2 separate regions of the Mus musculus genome follow, and region 2 is linked to region 1. A link is a contact called in public Hi-C data. All regions are on one chromosome and are shown on one strand. The core of a region is the stretch at or near the end of the contact, and the rest is flanking DNA. Distances in the headings are between cores, read along the strand shown.

The links. A called contact is a pair of places that touch in the nucleus more often than the background predicts.
Region 2: a Hi-C map of liver shows a contact between it and region 1, with 2.2 times the contacts expected there. The contact joins the promoter of Kcnip3 here to the promoter of Stard7 in region 1. A contact is called at or near these places in 1 of 39 promoter capture datasets (the 3T3-L1 cell line), 1 of 484 Hi-C or Micro-C datasets (liver) and 1 of 9 other capture datasets (adipose tissue).

Annotation. Positions count from the first base shown.
Region 1 is chr2:127,267,695-127,271,532 of GRCm38.p6, forward strand. Stard7 (START domain containing 7) reads left to right here and starts at 2,535. Exons shown (of 8, transcript NM_139308.2): 1 at 2,535-3,186. The coding sequence starts at 2,888.
Region 2 is chr2:127,519,771-127,523,781 of GRCm38.p6, forward strand. Kcnip3 (Kv channel interacting protein 3, calsenilin) reads right to left here and starts at 1,622. Exons shown (of 9, transcript NM_019789.4): 1 at 1,468-1,622. The coding sequence starts at 1,482. The region is part of intron 2 of Gm35478 (a long non-coding RNA gene); the gene reads left to right.

The DNA.
Region 1 (3,838 bases), core at 1,285-3,784:
GCAGATAGCATCCCCAAACCATTCACAGGTTTGGGGTTGGCACAGACCTCACTGGCTCGGGAAGCAGTTAGCAGTGAAGTACAACCCTCTCATTGCTCAAGAGGCCGGTACTATTTCCTATTGCTTACACATTTCTCTCAAGAAGAAATAAACACATTATCAATCTCTACTCTAAATTCTGCCTGGATGGAGCAGGAGAAGCCTAAATTTCAGTCACCAGAAATTATCCTTCCCTTTGAACCTTTGGAGAAAAATTTGTTTTAGTACAAATATCTAAGATGGCACACAATAGTGAGGGTATCCGTAAAATTCTAAATCCTCTGTAAGGAAGTTTCTTGCTGACAGGCAGGGAGAGACTGCTGCCTCCCACTGGCAGCAGAGTAGACTAGAAAGGTCCTTCTAGGCAGCTTAGAGAGTAGACTTTGTTCACTGTCCCATTCAATTCTCAGCTTCTAGGCGGTGCTCTCCAAACGCTTTGCTTTGCATCTTTTGCAGCAGGGTCTCCCTGTATCCCAGAATGGCCGAGGACAGGAAGCAGTCCTCCTGAGTGCTGGGGTTGGTTACAGGCAGGAGCCACCACACCAGACCTCTCTGATATTTTAAAGCTCGTTCTGTGTGAAAAGGCATGAGTGGGCACTGCAGGAATGTGCCCAGCTCCAGATGGAATGGCAAGTCTCTCCAGTATAATTATGCACAAGTCCCCCTCCCCAGCCCCAGTTTCCTTGTTTGAAGAAACTGCTTTGGGAGCTGTCTGCAGGTTCTCCTTGTTAGAAACGCTTAGGGTCAAAAAGAAAAAGACTGCCACTCCAATTGAAGTGTCTAGACAAGGCAACCTAGGAAGTGCACTTGGTTTTTCTTCTAACTCAGATGGTAGCTGTGTCTTTTCCCATCGGCTGAGGGCCAAGCTCACGATCTTGCTTTGTACACCAGACTGTCCTCATACTCACAGAGAGCCAATCTGCCTTTGCCTCTGGAGTGCTGGTTAGGTTTGTGCCACCATGCCCTGCTAAGATTCTTAAGTTAAAAAAAAAAAAAAGAAAGAAAGAATTTACTGTAAAGCTTCTTGTGTTAATAGCAAACATGGGAAGAGTAAGACCACTGACCCAAATCAGCATGGTTAAATTAATTCATGTATGAGGGCTGCCTCCCTCTAAGGTGGGGTTCCAGAGATCAGCCTTGGATGTGAGGAAGACAAGGCTTTTATAGGTCAGTGGTAGGGAGTTTCCAAACGGGGGATTTGGTGGGTAAAATGGGCCGGGTCACAGAGGCACACTGTAAGCATAACAAGTTAGTTTTACAAGGGTCCCTAAAACAAAGGCACGGTTGCAAGGTAGGCCTAACAAGGTAGTCATAGGTGGTTGTATAGCCTTTTGAAATAGAGGTAGGGTTGCAAGATGGTTATACACAACTTTTAAAAAACAAAGAAATGACTACGATTCTAGGAAGAGACAGTACAGAACTATTTGTGGTTAAGGTTATAGGTGGGGCATAGCTCAATCCTTGAGAAACAGGTTTAATCATAAAAAGGAGTGAACTGGCTTGTCTTTACTATCTGTAAGATGACTTTTAAGACTAAAATGGAGGCAGACTGATTCTTCACTTAAGGGGCAGCTATTATTTCCATCTTATAACTGGACAGAGAATTTTTATTTATTTATTTATTTATTTATTTGAGACACACTGTTGCTCAGGCTGGCAATTTTATTTATTTATTTATTTATTTATTTATTTATTTATTTGAGACACACTGTTGCTCAGGCTGGCAATTTTATTTATTTATTTATTTATTTATTTATTTGAGACACACTGTTGCTCAGGCTGGCAATGCTCCTGCCTCAGCCTCTGGAGTGCTGGGATTACAGACATGAGCCACCAGGCCCTGGCTTAGAATACTGATGTATCCTGAGACTCCATGTAGTAACCATTAGGTTACATACACGTGGCCAGACAGGTTTTGGGAAACCTGGTTACTCTCCTACCTTGTTGCCTCCTCCGAGTCAGAGACTGCTCAGGCCTAACGCATTTTCAGAGAGCAACGGGTCACCCGCCCTCGAGTTCTCTGCAAGGTGTTCTTCGGCCCTAAGGATGGACCACCCGTACTCTCTCGGAGCCGGAACCCAGAACCGCGTCCCTGCCGCAGATACTTAGGAGGGCTCGGGGAATCAGGGCAAGGGGGACCAAGGAAGCTGCCCCTGGGCTGTGATAGGTGCGGGGTCACGTAGGGCGTGCACCGCCCCTCCCGGGACTGTAGAGAACAGGGAAACAGGCCGGGCCTCTCAGGACAACGGAACGCCACCGCACCTGACCGTGCCTCTCCTCCGGACCGGGTGAGACGTCCCTAAATGGCTGCACCGCCGGGTCCGAGGGTCACTCTCCAGGCGCCCTTGACAGGCCCTCCCGCCACGCCACCTAGCTTGCTACCAGGCAGCCCGGAGCAAGGGCGGAGGAGCACTTTGGCTTAGCCAATGAGCGCCCAGGGTTCTGAGATGCGCCCAATCAGAGTGCGGGCAGGACAAACAGGTTAGGTTGCGCGCACTCGGCGCGAGAGGCGGACACAGGCGCACGGGACCGCTTCTGCTGTGGCCTGGGACGGCCACCGCTTTGCTTCCCGCGCCCTGGCCGCGGGGGCCCCGCGAGTTCCCGCCGTACACACAGACGGGCGGGCTGTCGGGACCGAGAGGGCCTCGTGCAACGGCGCTCTCCTCGGAAGCCACGCTACCTCAGCCGCTTCTGCAAAAAGGCATGAGGGACGGCTCCTGGCTTCTGGAGCGTGAGGTGGCCTCGGGGTCAACCCGTTAAGGGGACTGCGCGGACGGCCCGGCCTGCCTTCCCCCAGCCCTTCCTCTCCGGGGCCCCGCGGCAGGCGCGGGAATCCACAGAGGCCGACATGTTCCCGAGGAGGCCACCGGCCACCCTGGCCGCCTGGCTGGCGGGCGCGCGGGGCGGGGGCCTGCTGTCCGCGCTGGCCAATCAGTGCCGCTTCGTGACGGGCCTGCGCGTGCGGCGAGCGCAGCAGATCGCGCAGCTCTACGGCCGCCTGTATTCCGAGAGCTCGCGCTGCGCCCTGCTCGGACGCTTCTGGCGCCGGCTGCGAGGCCGCCCCGGCCATGCCTCTGTTTTGATGGCGGCGCTCTCCGGTGTTTTCGTATGGGACGAGGAGAGAATCCAGGAGGAGGAGTTGCAGAGGTGAGCCTCTTGGCTGCAGTTGGCGTCCCTGTTCCGTAGAGAAGGGTGGGCCTGGGCGGGAGGTTGGTGGGCACCTTGGGGCTTGAGCTGTTGACAGTGCCCAGTTTGCCCAGTGGTCTTTTGAGTACGATGCAATAGATTGAACCCATTTTAGCACCCCGTGTTACTGCCCCCATGCCTGTTAAATCCACTTGTCAGGTTAAAAATAACCACAAGAGAGACGACTTCGAATGGGTAGTATGACACTAAAGAAAATACTCCAAAACCAAATTAGATATCTGAGGTATACAGGTGATTTTTCGGGTAATCAGTGTACCCAGAAAAGTGCAAATTCAAAATAGGGCTTAAAATAAGCCCAAGGGTGTGTGTGTGTGTGTGTGTGTGTGTGTGTGTGTGTGTGTGTGATGTAGCATGCCATTTATAAAATGACTGCGATCCAGATGGAACTCGGGCTTTGCGCGGACAGCCCACTGTCATTGTGACTTGTGTCTTGGCACATTCAAGAAGCTGGGAGGGATTTTGTCTGTTTGCACAAAGCAATGGCCTGGATATTCTAACCAGTAAGAGTTAGGTTAGGTTTTTTTTGTTTGTTTGTTTTGTTTTTACTGTTTTAGAACTCTTCGAATACTGTACCATTATGTTTTGTCTGTGG
Region 2 (4,011 bases), core at 372-2,871, 250 kb after region 1:
CCAAGCTACACATGGAAATCCAGGGGGCAGCCATAAGCCTAATGAGTTCCATGAGTGCCCAGGAGCCAATGGTGGGCACAGTGGAGGCCACAATGGCCAATAGAACAGCCAAGTGGACTATGGGACTCTGACCTCACACTCTGCTCATCTGGTAGGGGAGTAGTGGTTAAGGACCCAGGAAGAATTCTGGGAATTAGAGCCACCAGAGATGGGTAAAGGGAAGGGGGCTATGCTATCCCCTGCTGATGGACAGTGCCAGCTGTGTGCAGGTCTATGCACACATGGCTGTAGAACTCCCTGTATCTGTGGACACACAGAGTCACGTTGCTGGGCTCTGTGAGGGAGGGGTACAGTCATAGGGTATCTGTGTGTCCAATGTCTGTAGATGCACACAGCTTCACCTATCATCTGAGTGTGGATGTGAGTCTGGGACAGAGAGCTGTTTATGCTTCTGCTGTGCCAGTCCAGAGCTTTCTAGAGACAGGTGTGACAAGAGAGAAAGTACCTTTCAAGGTACCCTGCCCTTGTGCTCAAAGGGCTTTGTTCCATCTGCAGATCCTTCATGGTATTCTGGGAACTGGACCAGAGGACAGGGATAGTAACCTGGACTCTGGGGCAGAATGGCCTGAAATCAGTCTCCAGCCCTCTCTGGGCTGCTTGCCCTCATTGGGAGTGGGGCAGGAAGACATCTTTTGGGAAGAAAGACTGTAAGATGCCAGCCCAATATCTATTTTTTTTTTTAAATAAGACCTTGATTTCCTTATTTGGGGCATTCAACCGGACCTGGATCTGATCCTTTCTCCCCCTAAGCAAGATTACCCTGGACTTGTGTGCGGCATCCAGGTCAGACTTTCTGAGGGTCGGTGCTAAGCTGGAGCACACCTTTTGTTTTTTTTTTAATTTTTTTTTTGTCTCTCTTCTTCCCCTCACCTGGCTACTATTTCTTGAACTTTGTACCGGGTGCCTCTTTGCCTCCCCTCTCTCTCCATCCCCCAACAGCTCCACAGAGGCAGAGATGTTTGTGATTTTATTAGGGGTCTCATAGTGCTTTAAGAAGAAGGGGGGGTCTTCATTCATTCATTGATGGATTACTTGAAAGCTTTGCCCGTTGGCTTGCCCACACACATAAGACATCCTTTTCCATGCTCCTGTGTCTCACTAAGATCTATGAGGCTAGGGTCAGGGTCAGCTACCCCAGCCCCTGCCCCAAGGACCTAACTGAACAGGACCAGCCATGGAGCTAATTTCAAGCTTCTCTTCTGTCCACAGACACCCAGAGCCTCTTCCATCCAAAGGCCACGGGATTCCAGCCTCCCAGGCAGGAATGCTCTGAACAATTACTTTCCCTTATATGGATTAGCGAGAGTAGGGGCCAAGGACCACTGTGAAAATACTCTCTAGTCAAGACCAACATCAGAGCCCCACCTTCCCCAAGTCCAGGCAAGTCCTCAGCCCCTCAGCGCCTACCTTGGTCCTCTGCATCTCTGCTGCTGAAAGGGACCGTCACTAATCTTCCCGCTTTGCAGCCCGAGCAAGCCAGACTGCTTGGTCCGGCTGGCAGCTGCCTCATGTTTGCTTGGACCCAGACGCAATTGTCACTGGAGGTTTCTCTCCCGCCCCCTGCCCACTCCTTCCACCCTCCCTTCCTTCCGAGTCTTAGCTCCACCTCTCTTCCTCTGCCTCTTCCCTCCCCCTCTTATCTCCCCCCTCCTTCGCCTCCATCCTGACAACCTCCAGTTTCTCTTTTTCCTGTGCTCCTAGTCCTGGCCTCTCAGCCTATCTGGCCCCCAACCCCCCTTGCTTAGTTAGGCTCAGGGTCTGTCCCTGGTTCTCATCTCCCTCTAGTACAGGGTCTGTTCCTACCCTTCCCAGTCACAGGGATAGAAGGGAGGGTACTCCACCACCAGTCCCTGCGCAGGACAGAGAGGAGCCCTTGGGATTACGTCACTAAGGTAACACCTGGGGTCCTAACACCTCTTGTTGCTCTCCCCTATCTGTTAGTCACCTCTGTGCGACCCCTCATAGGCCTTGCTGTATGAAAACCTTCCAAGCTGGAGCGAGCACTTCACACTTTCCCAGTTTCACTGTCCTTTGACTTGAGGTTGGGACCAAATTCAGGCATTCAGAGCAACCACGGGACCTCCCCTAGATCTCCTGGCGTGGGACCTGGGGATGGAGAAGGGATCGAGGGTCCTGACCGTCCTCGGGAAGGCTCCTTCCTGCCCTGTGGGAGACAAGCTCTTGGGCATTTTCTAATGCCCAAGGGAATCCACCAGGAGCCAGGTACGGAGACCAGCGCCAAGTTTCCCTTTTTGGCGCCCGGAGGAGCCTGCCAGTGCCAGTAGTTCCCATGGAAACAGAGCCTGAGCCATCCCCTCTTTCCCAGAAAGCCCAGGAGCACTTGCTTGCCCTTCCTACCCTGTCCCACCCCCTTTTTATTGAGTCAGCCAATTAGCGGCAGCTGCTAGACCCTCCCCGGGCAAAACCCTGGGGCTGTTGATCCCGAGGCAGGAAAGCTGTCCCCAGAGGGGAGGGGACAGTTCTGCCATCTGCACAGCAGGACTTCACTCCGGGCAAGAGACTCTCCCACAGAGGGCTCTCTGGGAAAGAGGACGACAAGGGTCCCAGAGGCTCCGGGGTCAGTGCCAATCTTCCAAACTGACTTGGCATTAGGCAAATTCCCATAAGGCCTTGGAGTGGCATAGTGGGCTTAGAAGAAAAGGGTCATTATCCCAGTCTATGTTAATGATGGCAAAACTCAGGAAAGCTGAGTCTTTACCTATCCAACAAAGCAGTATATCCAGACTGTGTTCACTCAGAGCCAGTTCTGGAGGAACTCTCTACCCACCAGTTACATGTCCACGATTCAGGAATCAAGCCCTGTCCTTACTTGTGGCATTTTTTGAGAGGCAGGGTTGTCTGAGCACTCCACTCCAAGTCAGTGCCTCTTTCTAGAGAGCCACAAGTCTCTGCTTGGCTCCCTTGCTGAGATTCCACTCCTCTGATAGGAGCTCCTTGGGAGTAACAGGCTGTGGCAGAGCCAGCCTAGAACAGAACCCTTCCGTCCTGGGCCTACCAGGGAGCCAGCAACCTCCCCAGCCCTATCCAGCAGGCCCTCCTCATAAAACGTATGAATGGGCATCTGTGCCCTGCCAGGAGCCTCAAGTCACCTGACCCCCTTTCCTTGGGTCCTCTCAGACTTTCCCAGGGCCTGGGCATTGCTGGGGTCCTTCCAGGGTCTCTGGGAGATGGAGGAACGAAAAGGGCTGAAGCAGATCTCCTCAAGTGGACCTCAGCCTTGCTTTGCCACATGGGCACAGGCTGACTTCCCCTAAACTCTTGGAATTTGAGAAGATTGGGGGCCTGCTGACCCACAAAAAGGTTTAGGATGCTGAAGGAGGTCCAGTGTGGTTTGAAAACTGTTAGGGTGATGGATCTTGGCTGTGGCTTCCTCGGGTGGGCCGGGGGTGGGGTGGGGTACAGATTGCATGAGGAAGAAGGAGGGATAATTCCATATTTCAGGAGGCTGTTTTCTTCTTTGTATTATAACACTCGAAGACTCAGCTGTGGGCCACTACAGCTGACTGGAGCCCTTTCCTCCTATGCAAGAGAGAAACTCACAAAAACACAACCAAAGACCTTGGAGTCCTCTGAACCCTCCCCAGTTCCTGCTCAAGACCTCTCCCGACCAGACTCAATTATTTCCTCCTCTGGCCTCTCAGACTTAGCTCTGACAAGCCTCTAGTTTCATGTCTTTCCCTCAGGCCGTTTCTGTGTCTGGGCCTTGGAGAGCAGGTAGGGACATCTCTCAGGGCTCGTGCTTCACAGCCCTTCCTTGTGAGAGGGCCACCGCTGTGTGCAGTCAGGTCTAATCTCGCAAGAGCTCCAAAAATGTCTGTTGCCCTAAAAAGCCTTCTTCTGGGAGCTGCAAATCTCAGAAGTGGACACAGCCTGGAACTGCAAATACCCAGAGTTGATTCTGCCGCCTTTCTCAGACCCTTGAAATCTTTT